2 separate regions of the Capsicum annuum genome follow, and region 1 is linked to region 2. The links are chromatin contacts, called in public Hi-C maps. All regions are on one chromosome and are shown on one strand. Each heading gives the region's core, a stretch centred on a gene start, on an enhancer-like site or on the middle of the called end of the contact. The rest is flanking DNA. Distances are from core to core; before and after follow the strand shown. Region 1 has its middle 7.7 kb from the start of LOC124887405. Region 2 holds the start of LOC107842073 (aluminum-activated malate transporter 13).

What was found. A called contact is a pair of places that touch in the nucleus more often than the background predicts.
Region 1: a contact with region 2 is called in a Hi-C map of leaf, with 2.4 times the contacts expected there. The contact joins the enhancer-like site here to the promoter of LOC107842073 in region 2. A contact is called at or near these places in 3 of 5 Hi-C or Micro-C datasets (bud, leaf and placenta).

Annotation. Positions count from the first base shown.
Region 1 is chr9:155,865,856-155,869,835 of UCD10Xv1.1, forward strand. It overlaps the pseudogene LOC107842074. Among protein-coding and RNA genes, the nearest start is that of LOC124887405, 7.7 kb to the right of the region's middle. Within about 2 kb of position 2,541, at least 5 of the 5 cell types and tissues checked have an H3K27ac peak or open chromatin away from gene starts, as enhancers often do. A contact at or near this core is called in bud and leaf, where this site is marked.
Region 2 is chr9:155,812,052-155,816,367 of UCD10Xv1.1, forward strand. It overlaps LOC107842073 (aluminum-activated malate transporter 13), which reads right to left and starts at 2,037. Exons shown (of 6, transcript XM_016685866.2): 1 at 1,712-2,037; 2 at 1,472-1,612; 3 at 897-1,166; 4 at 421-530; 5 at 158-301. The coding sequence starts at 2,036.

The DNA.
Region 1 (3,980 bases), core at 1,291-3,790, 54 kb after region 2:
TCCCAATAATTTTCACCATTAAATAAGCTTAAGATTGACAAAAATAATGGATAAAAGTAAAGAAAAAAAGTATAATTTAGTAAAGGTGGGTTAATATATTATTGGTGGGTCGATTTGGGCACCACATCAGCCAAAAAAAGGCTTTAACGCGCCTTTACGAAAGTGTAATACACGCACCTTGCCAACTTAGCAAAAGGTGTCAAAATGACACACTTATACGCTACTTGAGGTACCAAAAATGAACAACATCCATTTGAGGTGCCAAAGTGAAAGATGGCGCCAAGTTAAGGGGCCTGACGATGTATTCTGCCTATCGAAAACTATACAGTACTAAAAAAAAAAAACGACCACAAAAAACCGACCACAAAATGTGGTCAGAAAAAACCAACCACAAGTGGTAGGTTTTTAATTTTTCTTTTTTTAAAAAGAGACCACATGTGGTTGCTTTTATATGTTAAAAAATTAAAATAATTATTTCAATAATTTTAATATTAATTATTATTTATTTTACAAATAAAAAATTTAAAAAAATAACAAAACCGACCACTTGTGGTCATTTTTTTAAAATATAATTAAAAAATATTTATAAAAACCGACCACTTGTGGTATTTTTTTTTTTAAAAAAAATTTCTTTTTAAAAACATACTACTTGTGGTTGTTTATTTTTTTTTTAAAATATAATTAAAAATATTTATAAAAAATGCATTCTTGTGGTCGATTTTAAAAAAAAAAATTAAAAAAAAACCTACCACTTGTGGTCATTTTTTTTTAAAAAATATAATTAAAAAATATTTATAAAAATAGACCACTTGTGGTTGGTTTCTATTTTTTTTTAATTTATTTTTTAAAAAATCCACCACTTGTGATCGGCTTTTTTAAAAAAATATGATTAAAAATATTTATAGAATTTTTTTTTTTAAAATCGGATTTAATTAAAATATCTTTTAAAACCCCCAAAAATCCTATAAGTACCCTACACTTTCAAATCATTTTCCACACAATTTTTAAATGACACTATCGAGAAAAAAGTAGAAAAAATTTAAGAAAATGGGAATGGAAAGTGATGTTACGGTGTTAAAATTCAAGAGAATTTGTGTGTTTTGTGGGAGTAGTCAAGGGAAGAAAAGTAGTTATCACGATGCTGCTATTGAGCTAGGCAAATAATTGGTCTTAAGAAACATTGATTTGGTCTATGGAGGAGGTAACATAGGCCTAATGGGTTTGGTTTCACAACGAGTTCATGATGGTGGTAGGCACATTAATGGACTTATTCCCAAGACACCCATGCCTAGAGAGTTAATTGGTGAAAACTTGGAGAAGTGAAGGTAGTTGCAGATATGCATTAAAGAAAAACAGAAATGGCTAGGCACTCTGATGCTTTTATTTCTTTACCAGGTGGTTATGACACACTTGATGAGCTACTTGAAGTAATTAGTTGGACACAGCTTAGCATCCACGACAAGTCGGTAGGATTGCTGAATGTGGATGGATATTACAATTCATTATCATCATTTATTGACAAAGTTGTAGAGGAAGATTTCATCAGTCCCAATGCTCGCCAAATCATCGTATCTGCACCAATAGCAATAGAGCTTATCGAGAAACTCGAGGAATATGTTCCTTGTCATGAAAGAGTTTCTTCGAAGTTGAACTGGGAGACGGAGCAGCAGCTTGGCTATCCTCAAGCACAAGAAATTGCGCGGTAATTAGAAAAAGGGGATTTGCAAGCATATAATTTCTCTGTTGTTTGGGCTAGTTAGAATAAAATAAAATATAAGGGTGTTTGCAAGCATATAATTTCAAATGGTTTTTCTGTTTTTCCTCATTATTGGAGCTTATCCAATCATTCTATCAAAAAGTGTTTTTCCATGCTTGGTTAACTTAGCTTTCTATGCTCGTTGGCTTCTCGATTATGTTTGCAACTTATTTTTGATATTAAGCATGTAACGATAAATTTGTTGTTAAAATAGAAGTATATATCACTTTTATCTCTCTCTCTTTATAAAAAATATTATGTAGTAATATGTTATTATTTTTCGTAAACATGCACATTCACAATTATTTTACAAAATACATTATCTATTATTATTGAAATAACAGGCATTTTTTAAATTTGTGCATTTTCTAACTCAATTTTATCAATTCATACACTTTTAGATTAATTTTACCCAATTTATTATAATTCTAGCTAAATTGTATCTAATTAGACTCAATTTAATTTTTCATCTAATTTTAGTCAAAATCTTAATATTTAGATCTCAGCCATTAATTTTATAATATTTATTAATTCAAATATGACACTTTACGTAATTTTATTAAAATTTATTAAATTATTTTATACATGTGCACACTCACAATTTACCAAACACATTATTATTTATTATTATTATTATTATTATTATTATTATTATTATCATTTTTGGCCTATTTTCTTACAATTCTAGCCACATTCTAACTCCACAATTTTAGATCCTAGCCATTGATCGATCTGATCCAAGGGTCGAGATTAATTGTTCCCCTCTTTCCTTTTAAGATACCAAAAACACAATCCCTAACACTAATCTCACTTCAACTGCCGAAGCTCCTCTCTCTCTAGGATCTCTCTGCCCTCCACGCCGGCGAACTCCCACGAGCCACCGCCTCTCCGACCTCCATGTGGCGAGTAGGGACTGGTTTTTCTCTGACATTTCCGGCGTCCACTTCTTCAGCTTCAACTACTAGTGCTGTTGCTCCATCTACAAGTTTTTTGTTGTCTGACAAAGCATCTGCACCAGCTTCATCCTCGCAATCTCAATCAACTGCGGATATGCCAAGCTTTGGTAAGATTTACTCTTACTTTAATATTGTATTGTCTATGTTGTAGTTGTATCATATGATAGTTAAACTTGCTTATTGAATAGATGTAGTGTCCGACATACTTTAATGGCGCTTTAATTGGTTAATGAAATGGAATTAGTTGTTCTAATTTTTTCTTCGATTCAAAAGTTGTAGTTCATATCCAGAAGGTGGCTTAATCATCCATGACTTCAATTTTCTTCTGCTGTATAAAATATGCCTTATGAGAGAGGTGAATAGTTTGTTAATGGCTAGGCACTCTGATGTACTTGAAAGGTGGACTTGTTAATTTAATACTTGTGGTCGTAATCTTGATAAACTTAAGGATGTTTTTGATTCAATTAAGGTTAAACATGGGAAAATCGAGATTAAGACAGTGGCGGTTGCTTTCTCTGGTGATTTGGATGAAGGGTTTAAGAAGATTAAGGAGATAATTGAAGGATTAGATATTGGGGTTTTGATTAATAATGTTGGGGTTTCATATCCTTATGCTAGATTTTTTCATTAAGTGGATGATAAATTGTTGGCTGATTTGATTAAAGTTAATGTTGAAGGAACTGTTAAGGTTACTCAAGCTGTTTTACCTGGTATGGTTCAGAGGAAAAGAGGTGCTATTGTTAATATTATTTCTGGTGCTACCTGTTAATATTGCACCTTAAGTTGAAATTTATTTGAAGAAAGAGTAAAAAGTATACAAGTTGATAGACTTTGTAGCCAACTTGAAATTTGTAAAGAATCTTAGGGAGAAACTATTTGTTGATATTCATGAAGTACACATGTGAACTTAAATTTGTGTGCATAGGAGGGTTTTCCAAATACCAAATTTGAGTGGAGTTCTGATTATTTCTTTACTTGAGGTCCTTATTAGTTCATATTGCTAATCAAGTACCTACACCTAAACTTTTCATTTTGAATTTAGTTTGGTTTGGTAATTTGTGAAGTGAATTAGTGACTTGAAATGTTTAGGTGTAGTAGGGACTTGAAAGGTGGACTTGTGTTTTGAATATAGTTAAGTGTGGTCACTTGAGAAGTGTATTAGTTAGTCGAAAATGTTCAAGTGTAGTTTCTTGAAAGGGGAACTTGTGATTTGAATTTAGTTAAGCGTGGTCACTAGAGAAGTGAATAAGTGACTTGAAAATGTTTTA
Region 2 (4,316 bases), core at 787-3,286:
AGAGGGTGTATTTAATTAATTTCCTCCCAAAATATTAGTAAAATTGTCACTTTACCTTTAATGGTAAAAATTGAATTAAATTTTAACCATGGTTTTCCTAAACAAATTTTTAGTAATTTGAAAGGAAAAAGAAATTATATTCATGGAGTAATTTTACCTGTCGAACTGATTGAATACATGCTTTGAATGAGAGGACCATTGCTGCAAGTTCTCTTAAAACCTCTCCAATTATCAGATACTTCTCCCATGAATAAGAGAATCCAAATTTTCCATGCCAAGGTTCCCACTTGGCAAAATTTGCCTGAAATTGTTTCACATTTCTATTATTATGATAAAAATAATAAAATATATCCAACATATATAATGGATTTCCTAGTATGATTGTAGCTTTTGTAGAGTAATTGTTAACTATTTTTATACCAATGACTCATCACTGGACTTGGAGTGCAGCACTGATTTACATCCACTCATGTCCATTGCTGGCTGTTTTTCCTTATCATTGGCTATCTCGAAATATTCGTCTAAGCATCCTGAAATTTATAAGAAACAAATTTAATAACAAATTTAAATTTTGTTGAATAAGTACACGTGCGTCTAACTGAATATGATTATAACTATTTATAATAAATATGGAACTAATAACTTGAAAAATCAAACAGGCTACGTTCAACAAGTTAAAACTATACTAATAGGATAATATAATTGCATACATTAAACACAATGATTAAGAAACAATTAGAAAAACTATCAAAAGAATAATACTTATTAGACTTTGTCATGAGTTTTAGCATTGTATTTGTTTTTTTCTCTCTTTATTTTATTTTAAGGAAATTGGTAAGATTATGATTTTTGCATGTTTCTTTACATAAAATCTTTTATTTAAACTTAATTATTACCTTGGATAGAAGTTGCAAGTTTATCAAACTTAGTTGCAGTGGAGGAATGAAGTTCATCACCAGCCCAAATGGGGTATATGAAACTTGTAAATATGCATACAGCAAAGCCCATGCCAATGTTGGACAGTCTCTCTCCAGCCAACTTCATTATTTTGTCTGCTCGAACACCCGATACCACTACCAAACTGAATGTTAATATGAAGATCATTACTCCATAGTCATATCTCTTCTTCACACTTGGTATCGACCTTGTATATGTTGCGCCAACACCTATTCATCATACAATTAGATTTCTCTATATCAGTCATCTTTTATATAACATTCAATTTTACTAATAATAACCATTTTTTTATATAATATAACAATATTTCTTTGTAGCATCCAAAAGATATCCGAACAAATTAAATCACGTCATTATAAAATAAAAATTTGACTATATTACCATTGCTGCAACCTTACATGCCTTTATTATTATTGTAGGTTTTCAACTTTATTTTTCAGATTACTAATTATAGTATTTATTATTGACAGTTACATGTAGTTATTATTTAGGTGACTTGAGAGTATTGTTTTACCAATGATAATCACAGAGATGCCAACAACTAAGGCGCCACCAATTTCACCACTTTTGTCAGCTAAGATTGCAGCCAAACATCCCAATCCTCCTCCCAATATGGTACCAATCGCTCGGTTTACGCCTTTGCTTAGTGTAGCACCTGCTAGGTGGGGACATTAATCATTACATGAATTCAACTTATATATCCGGACTTTAAATAATTCTTACACTATCAAAAATAATGAAATGATCGACAAACCTGCGAAGAACTCAAAAACAACTACAACAGTCATAATGGCCCACATGGCATTTTGTCCAACTTTCTGAAATAGAGGATCCAACAGGTACAAAAGTGATACCAGTACTAAAGCAATACCAACTTTGACGCTATGAATTACTTTCTTCATATCCAATTTGCCAATTCTCTCCTTCAGAGAAGAGACAATATTAATAAAGGAAACTTTGAGTTTCTGCATGTTCTGGTCATGTTGAGAAATAGTAATATTTTCTCCATTTGGAACAGGTACAACGTTAGAGCTCATGCCTTCTGATTTTTGATGCTTCTTCCAAATATTATGGAACATGAGATTGAGGCACTCAAAGAAGTGAATATTGCCTATATATAGGACTTAACTAGAGTAGTTAATTATAATGCAGCTCTGATGTGGACACTAGTAAAACCTTTTGCACGCTTGGTTTGGCCAAAACAAGCCAGGTATCAAAATTGAAATTTCCGTGGCCTTTCCATTTGTTGATATTCAATTGCGCCACCAACTTATATAAAAGCTTAATCTATTAGAAAAAAAAAACAAATTTGTGTGTTTACTTAATTCTTTTTCATAGGCCAACACATAAGAAATATTTATTTTTGCTCTTTTTGGTGATGATGAGATTTGAGTTAGATATCAGATATGATGTTGTTTTTTGCTAGAGAATAAATATTTATTCTACCGTATGGAATGGATATGTGTTTAAAATTACAACACTTGATTGATATTATTATACACACCTTTAACTTAAGGGGCGTTCATGATTTGGTTTTAACCAAATTGAACCGCGATTCAAATCAAATCGATTAAAAAAATGGATATTTAGTTAGATTTGGTTCGGTTTGGTATGAATTTTAAAAAATCGATACTGGTTTGGTTTGTTTTACTCTAAAATAACTGACAAAATAACCAAATCGAACCAATATATATATGTATTATTCATGAATATAATATAAATATTTGTTATACCTTATATTTTAATCATAATTTAACTTTAGTCGTAACACATTAAGTCATTTCTTCATCTAGTTAATAGTACCTTATGAGATTCTAAGTGAATTTCGCACTTTGAATGACAAATCATACTAATTGTGAAAATAATATCTTGTTGTATATTGAAATTTATAGCTGAGATTCATTTGACTATAGACAATCATTAATTTTAATTAGTTTTTTAACCTTGTTGAGTAAGAAGTTTATGTGTTCGTCTTTTGGGGGGTTTATCATATTATTTTGTTAAATGTAGTTTTAAAATATTTTTTTAGAAGCATTTATATGGTGTTATTCATAACTTTGCCGAAGTATAACACTCAATTGACATCTTAATTTCACGGTTGAGATACAACACTCGGTTAACATCTCATATGTTAGATTGGATTTTTTTTTTAATTTTCAACTTTTATCATTAGTTAAAGTTATAAACCGAACCAAATTGAACTAAACCGACAAGAACCAAATCGACGGTTATTTTTTTGTTTGGTTTGATTTTAGAAATTTAAAAACCAACTAAATTAGTTTGGTTAGGTTTTTGACCAAAATAACTAACCCAAACCTATCCATGAACACCGCTACTTAAGACCACAAATAAGACAAAAAAATTTATGATGCCTTTTAGATTTTGTGAGCAATCAAATTAATTAAGACACATAAAATTAAGAGAAAATACATCTTTTTCCCCCTGAACTTGTCCTCCAAACTCACTTTAACACTTAAACTTAACTTCTGTTTATTTATCCTACTTAACATCTTTAAAGTGTATTTGTTTCACCCCTCAAAACTGAATACCACTCTCACAACGGAGAGTGAGTTACACACGCGTCATGTCAATGCCAAATCAGTGCACATCAGGGTCAGGTCATTGCCACATAAGAAATTAGGATTTAAAAAAAAATCCCACACACATACTATTTTTATGTATTTTTTTTAAAAAGCAAAAAATATATATTTACTATTTATATATATATATATAATAAAAAATTCACCCCCCCCCCCACCAACAATCTCTTTCTCCATTCCAACAACCCTCCTACTCTTCTTCCCTTGCAGCCCCCCACCCCACCCCACCTCCCGCTCTTTCTCCCCTTCCAGCCCCCTCCCTCACCCTCTTCTTTCTTATTCAAACACAAAAATACTTTCATCAAGTTAAAATTAATTTTTTAAAATTGTCTTATTAATAAAAAAATTCAAAAGTAAAAATTAAAATAAATCTCATTGATGATAAGTGATTCAAAAATAAAATCATCAATTTAATTTAATTTTTATCTAAATTTTGAGGGAGTTGGATCGAAGGTTGAGATGGTGTTCAATGAAGAAAATTATTTAATAGTGTTTTCATGTTTGTTCTTGGGTGGTGTTAATGGAGGAAAGTGAATAAAAATTAAAGGAAAGTGTTGTTCTTGGGCGGTGGTGTTAATGGAGGAAAGTGAAAAAAATTAAAGGAAAGTATTATTCTTGGGTGGTGTTGTTAATGTAGAAAAGTGAAAAAAATTAAAGGAAAGTGTTGATCTTGGGTGGTGTTGTTAATGGAGGAAAGTGAAAAAAATTTGAGGTTGTTAATGGAGGTTTGAGTGTTGTTGTTGATGATGATTTGAAGAA